Linked DNA regions of Mus musculus: region 2 is linked to region 1. The links are chromatin contacts, called in public Hi-C maps. All regions are on one chromosome and are shown on one strand. Each heading gives the region's core, a stretch centred on a gene start, on an enhancer-like site or on the middle of the called end of the contact. The rest is flanking DNA. Distances are from core to core; before and after follow the strand shown.

Evidence for each region. A called contact is a pair of places that touch in the nucleus more often than the background predicts.
Region 2: a Hi-C map of cortical neurons shows a contact between it and region 1. The contact joins two enhancer-like sites. A contact is called at or near these places in 4 of 484 Hi-C or Micro-C datasets (cerebellar granule neurons, cortical neurons, nephron progenitors and 1 more) and 2 of 115 datasets of contacts at active chromatin or transcription factors (embryonic stem cells and pancreatic cancer cells).

The regions. Positions count from the first base shown.
Region 1 is chr1:72,371,276-72,377,098 of GRCm38.p6, forward strand. The region is part of intron 16 of Xrcc5 (X-ray repair complementing defective repair in Chinese hamster cells 5); the gene reads left to right. Among named protein-coding and RNA genes, the nearest start is that of Gm39661, 39 kb to the right of the region's middle. Within about 2 kb of position 1,431, at least 59 of the 459 cell types and tissues checked have an H3K27ac peak or open chromatin away from gene starts, as enhancers often do. A contact at or near this core is called in cortical neurons and pancreatic cancer cells, where this site is marked.
Region 2 is chr1:72,462,257-72,468,113 of GRCm38.p6, forward strand. The region is part of intron 1 of Marchf4 (membrane associated ring-CH-type finger 4); the gene reads right to left. Among named protein-coding and RNA genes, the nearest start is that of Gm39661, 52 kb to the left of the region's middle. Within about 2 kb of position 2,950, at least 49 of the 459 cell types and tissues checked have an H3K27ac peak or open chromatin away from gene starts, as enhancers often do. A contact at or near this core is called in cortical neurons and pancreatic cancer cells, where this site is marked.

The sequences.
Region 1 (5,823 bases), core at 181-2,680:
AAAATGCCTTTGCTTTCAGAGCCTATAGGTAGTAATGTCTAGTTATTGTTTTCTTATAGTATATGTAATTTGTTATCTTGGTAATGTAGTTAGTGAGTCCATCACCAGTGAGACAAAATGACTAAAATGTTTTCCTCTGATGCCTGCACCCCGCCAGCTCATAGTGAGCTACTTTGTTCGTGTTGTTAACTCTAACAGATGAGAGCTTGGAAGGAACAAAAATTTGAATTTTTGAGTTGCACCAGAATTTTTTCTTTGATTATTTCAATCAGTTTCCAAATTCTAAACCTAAGAAAGAAGAAACAGAACATATTAGTTACTTTTCTCACTGCAATGGCACAATTCTTGACAACAGCATCTTGCAGAAGAAATTCTTTATTTTGGCTCACAGTTTGTAGGGAGACTGTCCTTAGTAGTAGGGAAAACATGGCAGCAGGATGTGAGGTAGCTGCTCACACTGCAGCCACAGCCATGAGTCAGAGAGACATGAATGCTGGTTCTCTGCTTGTTTTCTCTTATTTTCAGTCTGGGACCCAGTCCATGAGTTGTCACTTATGTCTTAGTCAATGTTCCGTTTCTGTGAAGGAAGAGACACACACTCACTACAGCAACTCTTATAGAGGAAAATATTTCATTGGGGGTGGTCTACAGGTTCAGAGCCTTAGTTCGTTATCATCATGGTGGGAAACATGTGGCAGGTAGGCAGACAAGGTGCTGGAGTGGTAGCTAAGAGTTCTACATCTTGATCCCCAGGCAGCAGGAAGAGAAAGAGATACTGGGCTTGGTTTGAGCATTGGAAACCTCAAAGCACACACGCAGTGACACTCTTCCTCTAACAAGGCCACACCTACTCCAACAAGGCCAGACTTCCTAATAGTGCCACTCCCTAGTGACCAAGCATATGAGTCTGTGGGGCTATTCCTGTTCAAACCACCACAACTACTCACATTGAAGGTGGGTTTTCTCTCAGTTAAACTCTGGAAATTCCCTCAAAGATACAACAGAGATATGTTTCCTAGGTGATCCCAAGTCCAGGAGAGTTGGCAAAGAAGATTAACTACCACCTAGAGAAATATAGCTTTTCTGTATTTTGAACTCTAGATATTAAATGTTCTTCATTAAGCAATAGAAAATAATGTAAATGAGAGAAAAAGGAGACGATCTGAGGAGTTCTTAAGGAAAGGAGCTGGATTAACAAAGGGTGTTAGTGGAGTTCTAGAGGATTTATGTAGAATATGGTTTTCTGAAATGCCTGGTAGTGATATTTCAAGAGTGACGCAGATTCTTGATGTGCTGTGTAAACAGTGTGCTGCCTCTGCTCTGGTGTGCACAGAAGCACCTTTCATTGCTGGCTGCCTGTGTGGAGGCTGACTCATCACTCACTCTGGAGTGTCAGCTGATACATGAATTTCAATTTCATTCAATTACCAAGTTTTAATTGGATCCCATTGCCAGACTGGTCCCCTGTTCCAGACTGTCTCCTCTAAGCTATGCTGTTACTATGGCTACTTGGTTCCTTCTGCTTTATCCCTGATGTCATCCCTGCAGCAGTGGATGACATCAACACCTACTCAGGTAGACTCCAGACAGTTACTGCAAAGCACTGTCACCTTGCACTTGCTTTCTTCTTACTGTCCATCTGGAATAGGAGCAGACCATGGTGGTAAGGCTCTTAATTTCCCTGTATCTCTTTTACTTAGTAACTTTTGCCAAGTGTAAGAGTTCTGGGACCTTAGGAACTTGTGGAAGCCATCTTTCTCTTCCCTTCCTGACTCTCAATGAGCCCAGTGCATTCTTTTAGGAGTATGGCATATACTGTACATAACCATCTGTCGTACAGTTTACATAAATGAGCCAAAAGACATCGCTTGCGTATTTAACAGAATGTCTTCCTTTGCTTGCTTGCTTATGGTAGCTTGGTGTAGGTTTTTTTTTTTTTTCTCTCCCTCTCTCTTCAAATGTATTTCTTTTTTTCTGGAGCTGGAGAGGATGAATCATTTCAGAGAGAGAATAATCTTTGTTCTGTATTACACTGCTATGTTGCTATATTTCTTGTGTTAATTGATGATCTTTATGCTTTCTGAGAAATGTTCAGTGGGCTTTTAATGTTTAACATATGTGTTTTTAATGAAAAAAAAAACCAACAAAATCATAATATGCTATGGAGTTCTTCCATTGACCATGGAATTTAAAAATTGCCATCGGCCCTGGAGGAGATCTGGTCTTAAAACCAACTGTTTCAGATGAGGAATACTATCCATCCAGATTTTAGAATGATATGTTGTTATGCTTTGTATCATGTGCTTGGGTTCACAGCCTACAACCTCACCTCACTGGATGTTACTTTTCTAGTTTCTTCTTAGCTCACACTACAGGGTAAACTAAGGTCGAGAGGCCTTCAATATCTTCCTTTCTTGTAGCTACAGAAGTAGGACTCACAGTTAACACAAATAAAAACAAAAATAAAACAAGAGAGCTCTCATAGTCCTTAGGAATAGAATCTGACAATAAAGACTTGCATTTACTCTGCTCCCTGCGCCTGCGGTTTTAATTTAACACATCAATGAAAAGACAGCATTTAAAAAGGGAGGGAACACCCAGCAGGACTTACTTTTATTAGTGCAATTTGTAAGAAATTACTGCATTTAATGAGAAAATCGTTAAGCATGAAAAAAACGGGCTGAGATGGAACTTGTGGAGCTTAGAGGGTGAGGTTTTAATTGAGTTTTTTACTTATTGGAGAGAGATGGTGATAACGATGATGTTGTTGTTAATAATAATAATAATCGTCTGGGGCTGCACCTCTTCTATGAGGAGGTCAGCACTCTGTATTTAGTTCTGCTCCCCTGCTACCCAGCATGCGTAGTGTGATAGTGTTGGGGACCCTTGTGTACCTGTGGACCCTTTTTCTCTTTCTGTGAGGAAGCCACAGCATTGTGCTAACTGGGGGATTAGGAGGCAGATCCCTGCAGAACAGTTCCTAAGGGGCAAAGGACAAAAGAGGCAAAGGGCGAGTGATGTGTCCCTCACTGCTGCGTGAACAGGCAATTTCAGAGGCCATTTTCAGGCTCATAAACTTTATGCCTTTTTGAAAAGTTCTGTGTCTTTTGATTTCTTTTTCCCCAATGAGAATATTCACTAGAATTTGTAAAAATGGAAGCAAGGAACACAGACATCCAAGGAAAACTTCTTGGAATCTTAGGTTAAGAAATAAATCGGGGTGGGGTTGGAGAGATGGCTCAGTGGTTAAGAGCACTGACTGCTCTTCCAGAGGTCCTGAGTTCAATTCCCAGCAACCACATGGAGGCTCACAATCATCTGTAATGGGATCTGATGCCCTCTTCTGGTGTGTCTGAAGATAGCTACAGTGTACTCATATAAATAAAATAAATAAATACATTTTTAAAAAAAGAAAGAAAAAAGAAAGAAATCAGCCTGTCTTTTGTTGTTTGGGGAAAAGTATTTAAAATACCTTCTTTTTGTACTTAGCTACTTACCAGTTTGACCCCTGTGAGGACATGGGTCCTATGGGAGTCACTCAGTTACTTCTAGGACCTCCTGTATATTTCCACAATCATGTGGTGGTATGGTAACTGCTGTTGTGTCCTCCCATGTTAAATATCATATATATATATATATATGTATATATATATATATATAAAATAAAATATGTATATACACACATATATATATGAAATATATATATATATATGAAATGTATGCCACTTAGATAAAGCTGTTATACGTAGTAAAACTAATGGTTATTATGTGACTCTCTTTCTGTAGAGTAAAACTTATTAAATAAAAAAAGCAAACATCTAGTAAAAGTTTCAGATGTGCTGGTGAAGCTTTGTAGCCACTTAATTGGGTTTTGTTGTGTCCCACCTCATTAGAGAGGAAAGAGAAAGTGTTGCAAAGGCTGTCTTACTTTATCGTTTATATTAAATAATACCTTGTTCATATCCAGTTCTCCTGGAAATATCCAGTTCAAACAAAGGGGTGGTCATTTTTGTTACCTCATGATAAAGGCACACACCAGGTGGCCCGTAGATCTAAACCTCACTCTACCCCTGTACACATTGCATGGTCAAGGCCTGGGAGGCCCAGGCGGCCCCTTGCCAGTTGCCTTTCCCATTCTCCTAGGTCTATAGACTTCTGCAGGGTTCAGTCAAAGGGAAATTGTGACAGAAAAACGGTATGGGGATTGGCGGAAATGTCAGAGTATCTCCTTTCCTGTGATGGGCAGCATCTCTGGTCCTTCATGGCTCTGCCTCCAGTTACCCCATATTCCCTGTTCTTTTTGCAACATGGCACAAGGTACTAAAGGCTGCTTGCCATGTGCTGCTTGCTTCTGCCTTACATGGATGGCTTCATAGCTCTTCATCCTGCGAGTAAGGACTGCTTGGGTTACATTTCCTGTGGCAAATATTTAAAGCGAATTCTTTCCTTCTGGCTGATAAACTTGCAAGCTCTACCCACAGCAGCTGATTCATATCCTAGATCAGTGGTTCTCAACCTTCCTAACACTGCCACCCTTTAATACAGTTCCTCATGTTGTGCTGACCCCAACCATAAAATTATTTCGTTGCTACTTCATACCTGTAAATTTGCTACCTTTGTGAGTCATAATGTAAATCTCTGTTTTCTGATGGTGCTAGGTGACCCCTGTGAAAGTGTTGTTTGACCCCCAAAGGGGTTGTGCCACACAGGTTGAGAACTGCTGTCCTAAAGAGAAACAAAAAGGGAGCCATTTTGTGATCATTTTAGCTGCCTGTTGTAAAATCTACACCACAGACTCCCTTTTATTATCGAGCACATATCCTTTCCAACTTTCTGGCTTGAAGCAGGGGTTGTAATTTCCATGTCGATTCCATTGGTGAAAGACTCCTTGCCTAGAGTCTTATCTGCTGATGGGCATCATTCATTTTTATTCTGTTAGTGATATCCTAACATTATGTTTATTTGATTTAAATGCCTACATTTTTATTGTTGCCTTATAATTTTTAAAAGTAAAGATACCACTGTCACTAGGAATATAAATCTGTTTTTGCCATTTAAAAATTATTTAACTACTGATACCTGAAAAATGAGCAGTAAGCAGACTTCCCATGAGGCGGTGCAGCCGGAAGGGAAATTCAGAAGGGAGACATCCTGAATGATGCTCGGATCCAATAAAGCCATCCATCCAGGATGCTGTCAGGTTGTCATATACGGTATGTGACCAAGGGGGGAGCCTACCACTCTCTTTGCTGTTAGATAAGAAGAAAACCCATAGTTACTTTCTTTCATTTGAATGAAAATATCTTTATAGGTCAGAGGGGTGGGTAAGGGGCAGGCTAGGTTGTGGCCCCAGATGTCCTGGCCCTTGTTACCATGCACTGAGAAGGAGGGTAGTAGTCTGTTGTATAGGACTTGGGGTGGTATTTTGTAGAGGGAAGGTATGCATTTCAGATAAAACAAGAGGAGTCTCGTTTTCCTCTGATGGAACACATCTGAGTCTAGAAATCCTTTGAGTGTGACATGGTTGCTTGGCTCGTTTCACTTATGAACAAGATCTGGACTACTGTATTAAGCCCATGTACAGCCTGAATCTAGAATAGATATCTTTGAAGCCTCTTTGAGATAAATGATGGCCTGTAGTATCCTAAGATGGATACTCCTTCCAGGGGCCAATTTTTATATTTGCTACTAATAAGTGTTGAGTCACTGGCTAATTCTGAAGGACATTTTGGTGCATTATAATTGGATCTGTGACTTAGGGAGAATGGAGACTGTCAGTCTGTCTCTTAGCCCTGTTATTGCTATAGAAGCAGAGAAGCCCCT
Region 2 (5,857 bases), core at 1,700-4,199, 92 kb after region 1:
TTATTCCTACCCTGCTTCTCTCCCTATAATTTAACTGGTATAAGATAAATGTACCTATTCCCTCTAACTGCTTCTAAATTCACTCAACTGCTACTAGAGAGAAGAACTTAACCTCACAATAATTGAATTTAAATAACATCCAATTCTGTGAAGTCGAACATGGTCTGCATAGTAAACAAACCACAGGATTTGAGGGCTGGCAGGAAGAAAGAAGGTCACGCTTAATGTGCAGAGGCATAATTGTATCTGTATTTCGAATGGCCCAGATGTGTAATCTAATGTCTGTTTGTCTTTCTGTCTAACTCATCATTACCATCGTTATCGTTACCAAAGAGCCAAAATTAAAGGCTGATCTGGCCTCGTTCCTCTGGCTGGCTCAAGAGGAAAACATAATTCAGATAAGCCTTGAGGAGCTAGAATTGGGCTATTTGCATACAGTGGGCTGGGCCCATGTCCAAGGTTCCGGGCCACTACACTTCTCAGGAAGTTTCAGGAATGCCGGGTCACTGCGTTCTCTTTTTTTGTTCCAAAAACCAGGCCAAATCATCTGACAGGTTAGAGGGAAGGTGCAGACATGTCCCCTTGAATCAGTCCTGTATGGTCCTTGCACACTAGCAAAGGAGTATACAACATCAACTCTGTAAACCTCTCATGATGCTCCCTGGAGGAACTGTGGTGAAAATCTCCTAAAATTAATTTTCACTCACTGTGATTAATACAGCATTCGGAGGGCTTAGGCTGCAGGTGCAAACAGCTGGAGTCACTTGTTGCTTTCTGCCGCTTCAGATCAGGACCCTAGGTACATAGGATCGTCCTACAAAGCACAGGAGCAAGACCTTTCCCCAGTGCAGTCCCAGCTTGCCCGCTGTCTGGCTGGTGACTATGCGTTTAAATGTTCTCTACCTGAATCCACTGTTTCTGAGAGTTGAGGCTGCATCAGAATCCCTTGGGAGTCTTATTTAGTATCTCCATGCTGGCTGTAACCCAAAGACTCCAACTCCACCAAGACCCACTTAAAGCAAAATTGGCTAAGACCTACTTTGTAACGTGTTGGACCAGATACTCATTAACAAACCTTCTGCCTCCTACATTGCTTTGAGACTTTTATGTACACAAAGATAAAAATAGGCACTGAGAGTGAAAACTTATTGAGGACTCATTGTCTGCCAATTCTTGTCACAGGCTTTGAATTCTGGGTTCAAATACCAATTCTCCCATTTGCTGGGTGAAAGATATTGGGCAAGTTGCTCCAAGCTCCCATCTCTCTCCTCCTCTCTCCTCTCTCCCTCTCCCTCTCCTCTCTCCCTCTCCCCCTCCCCTTCTCTCCCCTCTCTCTCCTTCTCTCCTTCCACTCTGTCCTCTCTCACTCTGTCCTCTGTCTCTCTGTCTCTGTCTCTCTGACTGTCTCTCTGTCCCTGTCCCTGTCTCTTTGTGTCTGTCTGTCTGTCTGTCTGTCTGTCTCTCTCTCTCTCTCTGTGTGTGTGTGTGTGTGTGTGTGTGTGTGTGTGTGTGTATGTGTGTGTGTGTGTGTGTGTTTGTGTTTCAAGACAGTTTCTTCTGTGTAGCCCTGGCTGTTCTGGACTCATTCTGTAGGCCTTGAACTCATAGAGATCCACCTGCTTCTGCCCCTGGAGTGCTGGGATTGAATGTGTATGCCACCACCCCCTGGCCTGTTGTTGCCTCTCTTGCTAGTCTATAGTCCATGCCTTTGAATATGTGCTAGGGGCCAAGCATGGTTCTAATATGTGCATGAGGTGATACGACATCGTTGCTGAGGACCCTGGCTCCATTATGCATGACCTTAGGCAAGTTTCCTTAGAGGTTAAAGTAGGACCAGAGAGGTTTCTCAGAAGGATTAAAATGGGGTAAGATATGAGAAATGCTTAGAGCCCTATGGAGCACACAGGGAGTGTCTGTGATGGCACTATACCATGCCCTTCCATGTATACCTACCTACCTTTACCGTAACTTCACACCCTAACAGGAGGAGGGAGGTGCCAGCTCTGCAAATGAGAGCACTATAACTATTGTCGCTTCACCAAGTAATGTACTTTGCTGTCCTGAAAGCCACGGGTCTGAAGATGCTGTGAGCCAGGAATATAGGGTTCGGTGATACCTGCAGGAAAGCTTTGGGTTTCCAGGTGTTTGATATCTGCCCTGGCACGTTGGGGGGAGGGACAAAGAAAACCAGTGCCCCAGATCCTTATGCATCCTCCTGCCTCCACGACCCTCCTCCCCAAGCCTGCTTTTCCACATTCGTGAATTCTACCTTCTGTGACAGTGGGTGGGGGTTGGTATTGAGTTACGGGTGTTTGCAGGCATCAGTCTTTCCCTCTCCTGTTTTGGGTACAGCTGCGGCCTTATGTGTGCATGGGAACACTAGAGGATAGTGAGGTAGGGAGGACGGGGCCTAAAGACCAGAAAGAAAAAAGAAGAAGAAAAGAAAGACAGAAAGAATAGGAAGGAGATGGGAGTGACCATGGTCAAAAAGCATACTATATCAATGCATGAAAATTGTAGTGAAACTCGCTAGTGTGTATAACTAATATGTATTAATAATTATAATTAAGAAAAAGAGTTTAGCAACAGAGGAGGACTCAGAGAAGGAAAGACTCTTGCTTGTAATCTCTCTTGCCTGCCTTTAAAAGGGATTACAGTAAGCCTGTGTATTGTTTGTCGGTTCCTCCTGTGGATCTGACTTCCTCCTCAAATCAACCTCACAGTCATTGTGCTTCACTTAGAGCTGTGGTTCTCAACTCCCCTAACACTGCAGCCCTTTAACACAGTTCCTCACGTTGTGCTGACCTTCAGCCATAAAAGTATTTGGTTGTTACTTCATAACTGCAAGTTTGCTACTTTTATGAATCATAATGTAAACATCTGATATGTGGGATATCTGACCCGTGACTCTCAGGGGTGTCATGACCCACAGGTTGAACGGCAGACTTACACAGATCAACCTAAAGCCCTTAGGAGGATCCCATGGCACAGAAGAGATTCCTTCCTCTTTCTGAGCCCTGTTCAGGTTCCATGCTCCCAAGACAAGGCCCCACTTCCCTGCAGGACCTTGCCCATGCCAGAGTCTGCTGCAAACCCAGCTCGGTTCTTTTCACGCCTCTCGGGAAAGCATACTATTCCTGAAATCTTGGCTGCCGCTCCTTGTCAGCAGAAAGCATGCTAAGCGAATTTGAATGACTCTGGCGTGTGAATAGACTCCAGGCTGCGGGCTCCAAAGTAAGCGGCTCCAAGTCACTGTGGCTGCTGTTATCTTGGCAATTTTATTTTCTGTTTCAAAGAATTCTATAGTCCTTACCTTCTGGCTCTCTCTCTCTCTCTCTCCCTCCCCCTCCCCCTCCCTTCCTCCCTCTCCCCCTCCCTCTCCCCCTGCCCATCTCCTTCCCTCTCCCTCTCCCTCTCCCTCTCCCTCTCCCTCTCCCTCTCCCTCTCCCTCTCTCTCTCTCTCTCTCTCTCTCTCTCTCTCTTTCTTTTGGAATGGGGTGGAGGGTGGGGAGTGTCTTGGGGTTTTTTTTTGGTTTTTGGTTTTTGGTTTTTCGAGACAGGGTTTCTCTGTGTAGTCCTTGCTGCCCTGGAACTCACTCTGTAGACCAGGCTGAGCTCAAACTCAGAAATGCACCTGCCTCTGCCTCCCAAGTGCTGGGATTAAAGGTGTGTGCCACCACTGCCCTGCAGGGAGTGTCTTAAAGATATTCTTTCCCTACTCTAGTCTCTGGTTAGACTGCCCCCAATCCCAACAAATGGAAGGAACCCAAGAGAACCTATCTTTCTCACCAGCACCACTTCCCAATGTCCTCTTTGAACTCAGGCATAGAAACCTGTATGGGGACCAGGTGGCAGAGGACCAGGGTGAAGATGTAGGGGTGTGGAGGTGTGGGGGATATATACAGACCAGCGCGTTTCCGTCTGAGGGCAGAGGACAGTGTCCATTCATGAACATTCAGCAGCCTTGGGTGGACACCACCATTCGGTCCTCATGTTGAAAATGCAAGCCAACCCCAGCCCAAGAGACATTCTCACATGGTGACACACATTCCAAACCCACCCAGAGTCCCAGCATGATCTTACACGCATGTTTCCCTTAATTAGGGGCTGATAAAGAAAGTCTAGCTTCCTTTTGTTTGCTTTCAGTCTCTGTCAGATGACCAGGCCATTCTGCAAGCACTTGTGACTCAGTGTTCTCAGTCAGTCCTGTCTGGGACTTGGCGAGCCATGTTCCTCTTGTTCTTAGTCTTTATAATTGTTCAACACTTGGTTCATCCCCCTGCCTTCACCCCCAGTCGTCATCCATCTATGCTGAAAAGTCCTATATTTAGATCCCATTCTCACATCATTGATCATTTCACATTTCAGCCACTCTTTGTAGAGCTTTGCTGGTCTTTAGGTTTTTTTAAGACAAGTCTTCCTACCATGTCAATACACCTGCTCAGAGGCTGGGGTGGGAGAGGAAAGCCATATCTTAGAACTAATGATTGATTAGAAATTAAAGTTTCCTCTAATTACAGCCCCCTTCCCACATAAGTGCCCCCTCTCCCCCCATGCCCCCCCCTGCCTCCAATCCAGGGAGATGTTCTATAAGAATTCCCCCAGTGGTTTCCTGATATCACAAATCATGTCCAGGTGTCCTTAGAAGGAATAGAGCCACTCCTTCAAAGGGCATGGGAACTTTTAAGGCTATGGACACAGGTTGCCATGATAGTCTTCAAAAAAAAAAAAATGATACTGCTGCTTGCTAACACCAGAGTTAGCATTTGCTGCTATTTTTCCATACTCAAGGTCCCTCCCCTTCTTCACATTCTTGGAGCTATCTGTTGAGGGCATCAGAGCCATGACTCAAGAAAGAAGCCCCAGGAAATGTCTTTGAATCTTTCTCTGGGAAGACGCAGACTTCAGTTGTAATACGCTGGCAATGAGCAATGCAACTGAAGGACGTCTAGGAGAGGAGGGTCTTTCAGCTATGAAAGGACCGAGGTGTACTTAGTCAGGGGAAACCTGCAGGATCTCAGGTGAGGGTTTTGCCTGCTCGGAAGGACTGATGGGGATGGGGATGATTTGAGGACTCCTGTCAAGAATCTTTGCTCTACCCAGATTCTGAGATGGCAACAACCAGAGTAAGCGCTCAGGATTGAAGCACTTGGAACATACAAGACCTGCCAGCCAGGGGATAGCTCACAATTGCCCAGATTTAGAGACATTACCATCTCCCAATAAAAGCCTTGTGTGACTGCAAGCCTGTGACTAAAAAGGGTATCCTAATGAAATCTGTGTCTTCAGCCTTTTCTTTTTTTCATGATAAATGGACAGCATCCACATTCTGCCATCCACTAGCTCCGTCCGTCAACCCTAGCCACTAACTATTCTTCTGAGTATGCGCCCTCCAACAAAAACCTTAAACAACCACTTACAACTTCACAGGCGAATGGTTCGCCTGATATGATTTGGCTGATCTTGACTGGATGTATGAATTAGCTAAGTACTGGCTAATCCAGGATGGGATGACCCAATTCTGATCCAGGTGTCTCATATCATCTAGTGACACTGCCCAGCTTGTTGGCATGACAACAGGAGTCCCACTAGCAAGAGAGGGCACTTCAGTCCTCAAACGCTTTAACCCTCTGCTTGCATGCACATTATCAAGGCTCCATTGCCCAAGGCAAGGCATGCAGCTCCTCTAGACCTGATGGAAATGGTCATTGCCAAAGGAAGTGACAATGGGGAGGCCATTGAGACAATCACTCTACCACGTTAGCTAGCTGGTCTGGGACAATTTCCTTCACTTGAGCCTGAGTCCCATCATCTGCGTGAGTGCGGCTTTACAGCACTTCCTTGCTCAACCAGATGT